Regions from separate parts of the Sus scrofa genome. Here region 2 is linked to region 1. Evidence: chromatin contacts called from public Hi-C data. All regions are on one chromosome and are shown on one strand. Each heading gives the region's core, a stretch centred on a gene start, on an enhancer-like site or on the middle of the called end of the contact. The rest is flanking DNA. Distances are from core to core; before and after follow the strand shown. Region 1 overlaps NFATC2 (nuclear factor of activated T-cells 2). Region 2 has its middle 21 kb from the start of NFATC2.

What was found. Hi-C and Micro-C count contacts between places; a contact is called where the count stands out from the background.
Region 2: a contact with region 1 is called in a Hi-C map of embryonic fibroblasts, with 2.0 times the contacts expected there. The contact joins two enhancer-like sites. A contact is called at or near these places in 7 of 47 Hi-C or Micro-C datasets (embryonic fibroblasts, fetal skeletal muscle, heart right ventricle and 3 more) and 1 of 2 datasets of contacts at active chromatin or transcription factors (skeletal muscle).

The regions. Positions count from the first base shown.
Region 1 is chr17:52,806,919-52,812,180 of Sscrofa11.1, reverse strand. NFATC2 (nuclear factor of activated T-cells 2) reads left to right here. Exons shown (of 11, transcript NM_001113452.1): 6 at 4,777-4,917. Among named protein-coding and RNA genes, the nearest start is that of NFATC2, 81 kb to the left of the region's middle. Within about 2 kb of position 2,225, at least 38 of the 83 cell types and tissues checked have an H3K27ac peak or open chromatin away from gene starts, as enhancers often do. A contact at or near this core is called in embryonic fibroblasts, where this site is marked.
Region 2 is chr17:52,908,202-52,913,463 of Sscrofa11.1, reverse strand. No RefSeq gene overlaps it. Among named protein-coding and RNA genes, the nearest start is that of NFATC2, 21 kb to the right of the region's middle. Within about 2 kb of position 3,298, at least 2 of the 83 cell types and tissues checked have an H3K27ac peak or open chromatin away from gene starts, as enhancers often do. A contact at or near this core is called in embryonic fibroblasts, where this site is marked.

The DNA of each region.
Region 1 (5,262 bases), core at 976-3,475:
GGGGCTGTGGGTTGGGGTGTGGCCTGGGCAGCTGCATTTTCATTAAGCTCCCCCCTGCCCCACTAGGTGACTTGGCCACAGGTGACCTGGAAACCTCCCTTTGAAAAATACTGGGAGTCGGGATCAGGAAACCTGGGTTACGGTTTGGGATCCATCAAGAACAGCAGGGACAAGATCAGTAATGTGTGTAAACACGTGGACGTGGGCCACACGGACTTGGTGAAATATCGAAGGCGGGACAGCAGTGGTACCAAGCACGGGGCAGCTGCTCCAGGAACGCCAGCTCTTGCTGTCACCATACTGGCCAATATTTATCAAGCCCAACGCGCTGTCTCCCACGTAGTCCTCACAGCAGCCTGTGCGGTGGGTCTGTGAACAGCCCCGTTTTTCTGATGGGAAAAGTGAGGTTTAGAGCTGGGGAGCCCTGGGCAAGGGTCACCTTGGGGGGACTTGAGCTGGGGCCGAGGACTGTCCAGCACGGCGGCCTCCCACAGGCCAGAGCTGCCCCTCCACGAAGCAAGGTTCCAAACACCTGTCGTTCTGTCTGCAAAACGGCACCAGCAGCGTCTTCCTTGATTACCTGGGAGGGCTCTGGTGTCAGCCAGATAACAGATGAAAAGGACACTTTGAAAATGACCCAGCGAGAAGGCAAGAGCAGCATTTTGCAAGTTAACAATGGGAAAGACGAGTTGCTGGCATGGTTACCCTGTGCCAGGCACCTGCTAGCTGTTTTTTTGTCTTATATGAGATAGATTTTTAAAAATTGTGGTACGAGGCACACGATCGACCATTTTAAAGCACACAACTCAGTGGCATCAAGTGCACTTACAATGTTGTGCACTCAGCACCACTGTCTAGTTTCAGAACTTTTTCACCCCCTCCAAAAGAAACCCGTGAGCCGGGTCCCTCCCCAGCCCCCAGCAACCCCCAGCCTGCTTTCTGCCTCTGTATTAGCCAGTCCTGGACACGTACCAATGGGATCAGACAATATGTGCCCTTTTCTGTCTGGCTTCTTTCACTTAGCATCATGTTTTTGAGCTTCATCCATGTGGAGTGTGTGGCAATGTGACTAATATTTCTGTATAGATAGACCACGTTTTGTTCGTCCATCCGTCGATGGACCTTTGGGTGCTTGATAACATATTTCACCACGTGTTTTCCTCCCACGTGCACATGTTTACACGCAGCATCTCTTGTGCTGCTTACCTGCCAGGGCAGGTCGTCTTAGGATTTTACAGAGGCGGCACGGGTGACTCAGAGAGGTGAAGGGCCTTGCCCAGGGTCACACAGCAAGGAATTGGCAGAGGCAGGACTTGAAACCATGACGTTCTGACCCCAGGGCTCGAGCGGCAGTAAAGAGGGGACACTGTGGTCCCCTGGTCCTGCATTATCCTAGCATGATGGTGCCTCGGGTCAAACGTGGTTTGGCCACTGGAATCAGCAAGGATTGTTGGGAAAAAAACTATGCTGGGGCCCACCCTGCAGACCACCGAAGTCAGAATCTCTAGAATGGTGATTCTCAGCCTTGGACGGTTGTGGCCATTTTTTCCCCAGGGGACATCCAGCTCTGTGTAGAGGCAGTTTGGGTTGTCACGTGAGGGAGGTGCCACTGGCACGTGGTGGGTGGAGGCCAGGGATACTGTTCAACATCCTCTGAGCACAGGACCCCCCCCCCCCCCGCAAGGAGTTACCCTGCCCAGATGTCAAGAGTGCCTGGCCTAAGAAACACTGTGCTAGGATCAGGGCCAGAGGATTCGACTGTAAACCAGCACTAAGCAGTGCATCTTGGGCTGGATGGTGCATGCGGATCACCTGGATTCCTGCTTAAGCTGCAGATTTGAGTTCAGTGGGTCTGGGGTGGGGCTCTTGGGTCTGCAATTAATCCTTGGCCCCCTCCGCCCAGTGATCCAGTGATGCTGAAGTCCCCACACTGGACTGGACAAGACTGGAGTCCAGGTAAAAGCTGACTGGAAGCCGGACTGGACTCTTTCGTCCTCTCTCTTTAAATATTCATTAGAAAAGATGGTTTTCTTTCAGGGAAAGAGAAGGGGTGGGAAATGCCGATTTGGCAAAGGGAGAGTCCGTGGGGTGCTTGAGTCTGTGAGGCTTTGGAGGGAGAAGCAACGAGGTTGCTTCAGGAAATAGCCGAGTCGTGTTCACAGCCATGCACAGTGATTCACAGAGCAGCTTCAGGCCAGCCTCCCGCCCAGCGCTGAGAGCTCACGGCCACGTCCAGTCCCCGGCCTGGCTGGCTGGGAGCCATTGGCCAGTTTGCCCAGGCGCGATGACTCAGGCTTTCCACCTGCAAAATGGGAGGGATGGCTCTTGCTGCCTCCCCACCCATCCCCGGGACCGAAAGCCCCCACGTGCCCCCCAAACTCATCAAAGGCAGATCTTAAAAGCCTGGACCTGCTCTTCTGGGTGGTGTGGCTGCTGTTTTCACTGCTAATAAATCTCCATTTGTGGCAGCTCAATTAGGAAGTCACACAAAACTCCCCTATTGAAAGAAAGGATTAATAGCCCAGCCCATGTGGGAGAAATTAGCAGCTTCTGCAGAGAGGTCCTTTTAATATGTGCTCTTAACTGGCAGCGCTTTAGAACCACACTGGCTGGTGGGGCCCTGGAGACAGAGGGCCTGGACTGAGCCTGGGCTGGGGAGAGACCATCCTGGGGCTGGGTCATTGCAAGTTGTGGGGCTGCATGGTTGACATAAAGTGTCTCGGTGTGACTGGTCCACGGCGGGCTCCGTAAATGTTGGCAAGTTCATGGCTGCTCTTCAAGGGACAGGTTTCATCGTGACTCCAGGGCAGATGGGACAGGGTGCTGGACCTGGAGGCCCGGGCCGGCCAGGAGGGCAGGGTTAGGTTTGAGCCTTGGGCCTCTTGTGGCTGCAGCCCTGGCTCCCGGATGGGGAGGTCCGCGGCCCTGGCACGGAGAGGGTTGGCCCCCTGCCCAGTTCTCGGGCTCTGGGAGGAACGCCAGGAGCTCAGGCTGACTCACCCAGGAGGAGGGCCGGCCTCTTCAGCCCACGCTGCCAAGGCGAGGCCGAGGAGATGGTCCCTGGTGCTGGCTGGGACCTCTTTCTCACCCTGCCCCGGAAAGGCATCCGGAGAGGGTCTTGATTCTTTCCTGCAACCCTTCCTGAAGAATCGGGGGAGGGGGGCGCTGCAGGGGCTAAGAGATGAGGCTCTGGAGCCGGTCAGACCAGGTCTCGAGGCTTCAGATCTACATCAGCACATGCCCTTGACCTGACTTTTTTCTAGGCATTCGTTTCCCTACCCGAGGATGAATAATTCTAGTACTTCTTTCCTCAGAAGGTTGCTGTGAGCATTCGAGTATATCCTTGTGGTTAAACCCTCAGCCTGTCCCATTTCTCACTGTAGATGCAGAAGAGGATGTAGAGATGGGCCTGCAGAGCTAGCAAGAGATATGTGTGTGCCAAGATGCACTGAGACACATCTGTATCCATATCTTCTCCCTCCCTCCCTCCCATCCATCCATCCATCCATCCATCCATCCATCCCAAGCACCTCTGGCTGAGTCCTCTCTTCTGTCCCCAGCCCTGGGCTTACAGCATGCACCAAGGAATGCTCCTCCCTCCTGGGCTTCCATTCCTGTGGGGAAGAGATGAGAGACAGAGGAACCGATAGAGCTACATGCAGTGTATCTGAAAGTAGGAAGTTCTTTGGAGATGAACTAAGCAGGATAGAGCAAAATAAAGGGGAACGAGAAGGAGAGACCTAGCCAGCCAGCCAGATGGACGCAGAGTGGGTACTGCTGTTTTAGCTGTGAGGGGTAAAGAAGCCTCACTGAGGAGGTAGCATCTGCCTAGAAAGCTGCAAGAAGTGAGAAAGGCAGCCAGGCAGGTGATTGGGGAAGAACCTTCCAGAGACAGCAAGTTGAATGTGCAAACATTTAAAGGCAGGGGTGTGTTGTGTACATCCGAGAGACGGTGAGAGCATTCTGCAGGTGTGACTGGAGCGGAGTGAGCAAGGGGGTCGTTCTAGGAAGTGTGGTCAGAGAAGTGACGGGGCAGATCATGTTCAGGACTGCGAATGAATTCCAAAGCGAAGATGGAATCAGGAATCAGGAGTCCTTCAGGAATCAGGTCCTCAAGTTTACGTGCATGAGCCCTTCGCGTGTTGGCTGACGTCAAATGCAGGAGAAGAAAGGACACTCTCGCAAAGGAACTCTCATATGAAAAAGCTGATCTGTCCATCCATTTATTAAAGAAATCAAATTCTTACACTCCTTTCCTTTTATTTTATTTCATTTTATTTTTTTTTGGAGCTTGGGCTTATCAGACACAACTTAGATTTACAAGGAGATCCTGCTGAATAGCATTGAGAACTATGTCTAGATACTCATGTTGCAACAGAACAAAGGGTGGGGGAAAAATGTAATTGTAATGTATACATGTAAGGATAACCTGACCCCCTTGCTGTACAGTGGGAAAATTAAAAAAACAAAAAACCAAAAAAACAAACAAACAAAAAAACAACTCCTTTCCTTTTAAAAAGAGGAAAGACATCCATCCCTTGGTTCATGGAAGTGAAGCATCATTAGGAAAAACAAGCCCAAGTAGCTCAGGGCACTTTGATGAGAACATAACGTTGGCAGGGTCACTGGTGGGCAGGGATGAGGGTTCCACTTTGCAGTGACAGTAAGTGGGCCAGGGTGGGCAGAGCGTGTCGTGTCCCGTTCCCGTGGAATTGGAACGCCTCTTCGGAGTGGGCACCCCATCACCACGGTGTCTCCTTCTTCTCTCGCCCTCAGCCCAGCGGTCCGCCCACGAGCTGCCCATGGTGGAAAGACAAGACATCGACAGCTGCCTGGTCTACGGGGGCCAGCAGATGATCCTCACGGGGCAGAACTTCACGGCCGAGTCCAAAGTCGTGTTCACCGAGAAGACCACAGGTCAGGGGGCCCTTTGCACGTCGTACAGAAGTGACCACCTGTTTCTTCCCAGGGGCATTGGTTTGGGGGGTAGATCCTTTTATGTGGACTTTTCTGTCCTGCTCTCCTTACCGTGAGAAGTTTCCTGTGACTGCAGTGATCTGCCGTCCCCATGGGTCACTGCTGTGTGAATGTCTCTCAGTGTATTTTAACTGATCCTGGGCTGGTTTGTTAGATGATAAGGTTTTTCCCACCCCAAGTCTTTTTTTTTTCATTATTTTTTTTCACATAAAGAGACACAGTTTTTCCCACTTTTTATTATTAACGATGGGAAAGAGATTTCCCATTGTGGCTCAGTGGTAATGA
Region 2 (5,262 bases), core at 2,049-4,548, 100 kb before region 1:
GATAAATGGTGCCTTCTCACCCCCTTCCCCTTTCTCCCGGCCAGCCAAGCCGGTTCCCTCTCTCTCCACGTCAGCTCTCCAGCTTCTAGGAAAAACCTCCCGCCTCCGAGGAGGGCCGAGGGCTCCGCCGGCCCCTGGTCCCATCCCGGCTCCGCAGTCAGAGCAGCCGAGGGAGCCCCTCCGAGGGGCAGGCTCTCCCTGGAAACTCGCAGTCAGCAAGCAGCCCGATGAGCTGGCAGGCAGCGTCCGGGGTTCTCTCCAGATGCCTCGGAAATCTCCCTGTTGGGGCACATTCCGGCTCGGGGGACCCTGGGATGACCAGGGCTCTGGGTGGCAGCCAGCGGCGGATTGGGAGGTAGTGAGATTCAGCACTTCTGCGTTGGAAAAAGCGGCGCTGGGTATTATTTTGGGAACAGTCAGTCATGAGAGCCTCCAAGAGCAGATCAGGGAGGCTATTAAAAGCAAGACAATGTATTTTGAAATGAACCAGGCCGGGGAGACACCTTGGTCCCTGCCACAACCACGGAACTGGGAGTTCTTTCCAGATGAGGCGAACCTTTCCATTGCTTGGAAACGGGGAAAGCCTCTCCAGCTGCCCGGCCACCGCCCCGTTCCTCCGACCCTGCCAGCCCCAGCTGAGCCTCCTCTCCTCCACCTCCCCGGCCATGTGATGGAGCCAGGGGCCTCCCCAGCCAGCTGAGCAGGGGGCCAGACACTCAGGCCAATCATTCGACAGTCATTGAGAGGACCCGGGAGTCCGGCTCCAGAGCCAGGGGCCACTGTCTGGGCTTACTCTCTGGTCACCGTGGGGCTCTGTGCCTCAGTTTCCTCACCTGTAAAATGGGGATAATAGTTGTTTTCCTCCTGTGGACTTGTTGGGAAGAGCAAATGAGTTAGGATGTGCGGAGGGCTTGGGAGAGAGCCTGTCTCGGAGACATCACGCTGTAGACACACGACAGGAGTATTTGCCGAGTACCCACTGCTTCCAGACATCACTCCAAGCCCCAAGTAAAGCAGGCATGGTCCTCTTTTCCTAGTCTAGTGGGGAGATGAGTCATAACCGAGTAAACAAACCGATGAGACAATGTTCGTATTCTGTTATTCACTCAACAAACCTTGTTGAGGTCCAGCCACATGCCAGGCATCATTCTTGGGGCAGAGGAGACAGCAGCGAATGAAATAAAGCCCTGCCCTGGTAGAGTTTATGTTTTAGTTGGGAGGCAGGGGAGACCTATGGTACCCAAGTGAATATATAATTTATTTGTGGTAAGTGGTGAAGGCGCTGCAGCAATACAGCAGGTGTTGTGATTGAGATCTGTGGGGAGGGGTCAGGCTTTAGGGCAGAGGGCCCGATTTTGGAGATGAGGGTCATGGAAGAATATGTTCATAGGATGACATCTGAACTGAGACCAAGAGGATGAAAGCCACAGGCCATGAGAGATCCAGGTACAAAGGGTTCCTGGCAAAGGGATGAGGAAGCATAAAAGCCACGCGGTGGGACCAGGTAGGGAAGGACAGTGAGGCTGCAGTGGGACAGTGGATGGGCCGGGAGGGCCATGGGGTCAGACAGGTGGGGCAGGAGGGTCTCAGAGGCCATTGTATTAGTTACCTGCTGTTCCCTCCACACTTAGTGACTTAAAGGAAGAAGTGTGTACTATCTCCGTGGGCCTGGAGCGCTGTGTTGACTGATGCGGCTGCATCATCTGAGGTCTTGGCTCTTGGTGGGAGGCCTCAGTTCCTCACCATGCGAGCTCTCCAGAGGGCTGCCTGAGAGTCCTCCCAGCAGGGCAGCTGGCTGCCCCCAGGGTGAGGGATCCAAGACAGCAAGGCAGAAGCCACACTTCTTCTCTAACCTAGCCTCCGGAGTCACACGCCACCGTTTTGGCAATGTCCTAGTGTTACACGGGGTGGGAGGGGACTGGACGAGACTAGGACTCCCCAGATGGGCGCCCCTGGGACCGACCTGGAGGCTGGCCGGGGACAGCCATGGTGAGGTAGCTGGCTTGTATCCTCAGGGGGATGGGAAACCTCTGCAATGCTACCTTTGGCCCATCTGAGACCTTGCAGAACTGTTGTACGAAGTGGCCAGGTAACAATTTTAGTACCGTTATCGAGCGCTTCCACCATACCAGGCACTGCACGTAGTGCTTCATTAGACAAAGTGTCATCAGAGCCTCACGTCTCCCTAAGAGGATGATACAGATCCATTTCATGGACGAGGAAGCTGAGGATGTCTGGAGGCTGAAGCATGGAGTTCAAAGGTGTAAGAGGCGAGCGATGAGGCTGGAAGGGGTGGGGCGGGTCTGATAGATCTTTGCGGGCCACATAGAGGATTCTGGACTTTGTGCTGAAGGTAATTCTAATCCAGTGGAGCAATTGAGATAACACTTGAGAGGCAGCATTGCCTCGTGGATCAGAACCTGGGCTCTAGAGCCAGGTGGTTGGGGTTCGAATCCCGTCTCTGCCACGTGCTGGCTGTGCAACCTAGAGCAAGCTGCAAAACCTCTCTGGGCTGCAGTATCCCCCTCTGTACACTGATAATGGAAGGATTGGTAAGAGGATTCTATGGGTTCACACCTGCCCCACAGCAAGAGCTCGGTAGATGATTGATCACGTGACAAAGATCCGTAACCCTCCCCCTTCTGGTTTTCATACATCTGGGTCCATCCCACTTTCTGTGTTTGAGACACGGGGGCGTCCAGGTCCATTTTGATGGCCGTTGACCAGGAACGGGTCGGCGGTCAAGGTGACCGACAGGTGAAGGGGACCCCCGGAGTATAGATGCCAGCTGCCCTCCTCGAAGGGGCCCGGGTCCTCTGACATCCTCCTGGTGCTGGAGCAGTGGTTGGGGCAGCCCCAGGAAGTGATGCCTCAGCAGAAATACCTGCGTTTCTTATTTATGAGGCCTTCGGAGGGAAGCGATTCTAATAAAAGGCTTCCCCGGTGAGTCAAGGTCTCCTCCAGCCCAGATGTCTTGCGGGCTCCCTGGGCCTTTCTCCCCACGGCCACCTGGACGCCTTCTATTTGCTTTGATTCAGCCTCTCTTTGGCTTTTTCCTCACATGCTGGCGCATTCCCACCCCAGCTGAGAGCTTCTATTTTGGGGAGTTTTCGTGGATAATTTAGTGGGCGGAAGCTCCCCACCCACCCCCCTCGGAGCATCCCTAAAAAAAAGGGAGAGTGCTCGAGAGAAGTGAAAAGCAGTGGGTGGTTCAGTTCAAAAGGACAAAATAGTTCTGGCCCTGGCACCGCGAGAGGAAAGAAATTGTCTGAGGAACCGAGGAGCAGCTAAACTGAGAAGCCGAAAGCTGCAGCTCCTAAGGGCAAATTAGGTGACTCAGCTGAGACTCCCCCGCTCTGGCCCTTGTAGTATTAACGTGCTTTAAAAGGGAAAAATGCTTAACTGAGACAAAGAGTGGGCTCTATAAAAATGTGGCTAATGCTGCTTCTACCACGTTCCAAAGGCGTCCCCCTCTCGGCAGCGCTGGGCACCTGTGGAGATCGGGACTCGCCTCTGAGACCTGAGCCTGGGTGGGACCGAGTCTAAAATTATCCCCGATAATGAGCCTGGCAGAGGAGGCCCCGCGTGCTCGTTTCCTGCCGCACCTCTGGCCTCCAAGACCTCGGTGCCCAGGGAGGCCTCCGGGAGGCAGGGGCTGTGGTGCCAAGAACGCGGGCTTTGTGGCCAGACAGAAGTGGGTTCCAAGCCGGATTGGCTGTGGGGACATCAACTCACAGGGCCTCAGTTTGCTCATCCATAAACTGGGCTCCCAGCATGAGGCTCGGGGGGAGGGTGAAATGGACCAGATGTTGCAAAGAGGCTGCAACAGGGTTTAATAAAGGGAAGCCTGGAGTGGAAGGCCATGGACTACAGGGTCAACCCGGATTAATTCTGGCTTAAGCATGACTCACTCTTTGAGGGTAGAAAAGCTTAAAATACATATGTGTGTAAATATAATATATACACATGTGCATATGCATATGTTATGTATAATATACATGTGTGCATAAATGTATATACATATACGTGTGTGTGTGTGTGTGTGTGTGTGTGTATGTGTACTTTAGGCATTTATTATCCTGACATCAACTCCTAGGAAGGCACTAATAGCATCCCCGTCTTGCAGAGTGGGTAGCTGACTCCCTGGCAGGGCCAAGCATCTGATTCCAAAGCCTGGACTTTATCCTGCCTCTCGGGTTGCCTAGCCCCATGTTACCCTGTAGAACTTTCTACAGTGACGGAAACGGTCTCTTCTGGGCTGTCCACCTCGGGAGCCACGGGCCACGTGTGGCTTTTGAGCAGTTGAAATGTGGCCTGTGCATCAAAGAACTGACTGACCTTTTATTGAATTGTTAATTACTTTAAATTTTAAGGGCCACACGTGGCAGGTGGCTACCCTGTTGCCTGGTGCAGGGCTGACCTCTCACCATGTCAGGGTATCACTCTGTAGGGGGTCAAGGGGCAGGAGCCTAGGTCGGGGCCTGGCACATGGTAGGTGCTGGGCTAGGGCTTGTGTTCAGAGACGATGGTTTGTGGAATTGCCTGCACGTGCATCACTGCGGGAGGAAGTTGAGTGCAGAATCTCTTTCGAGCCTGGGGTGACCAGCGGGTCCCAACATGCCTCAGACTTCCCTGGTTTTAAAACTGAAAGTCTTGTGTCCTAGGAACCACCTCAATGCCAGGCAGACCAGGATGCTGGGTCACCCTGTTCTTGCCTCAGATGATGGGGTACAGAGGGATGGGGCTTGTCTCAGGGGATGGGGCTGCCTCTGCAGGGTTCCCTGAAAAGAATCTCTTCCAGGGCCTTCTAGGCTACACTCCAGTATTTGCCAAGGAAACCAACAGGCAAACCATCTGGTTTTTTGTTTTTGTTTTTGTTTGGCTTTTTAGGGCCACACCTGTGGCATATGGAGATTCCCAGGCTAAGGGTTGAATCAGAGCTACAGGTGCCCACCTACGCCACAGACACAGCAACACAGGATCCGAGCTGTAGCTGCAACCCACACCACAGCTCACGGCAATGCCAGATCCTTAACCCACTGAGCGAGGCCAGGGATCGAACCCACCACCTTGTGGTTCCTAGTTGGATTCCTTTCCTCTGTGCCACAACGGGAACTGCAAGCCACCCACTTTCTCTGTGCCTCCATTTCCCCTTTGGAAAGGGGGAGAGAGGGATTCCCCGCTTGTGAGGCAGCTGCTGGGAGTTCAAGGTAAGGCCGCACAAGGCTGGGAGCACAGGAGGTGGGCAGATGGGGCTGCTCT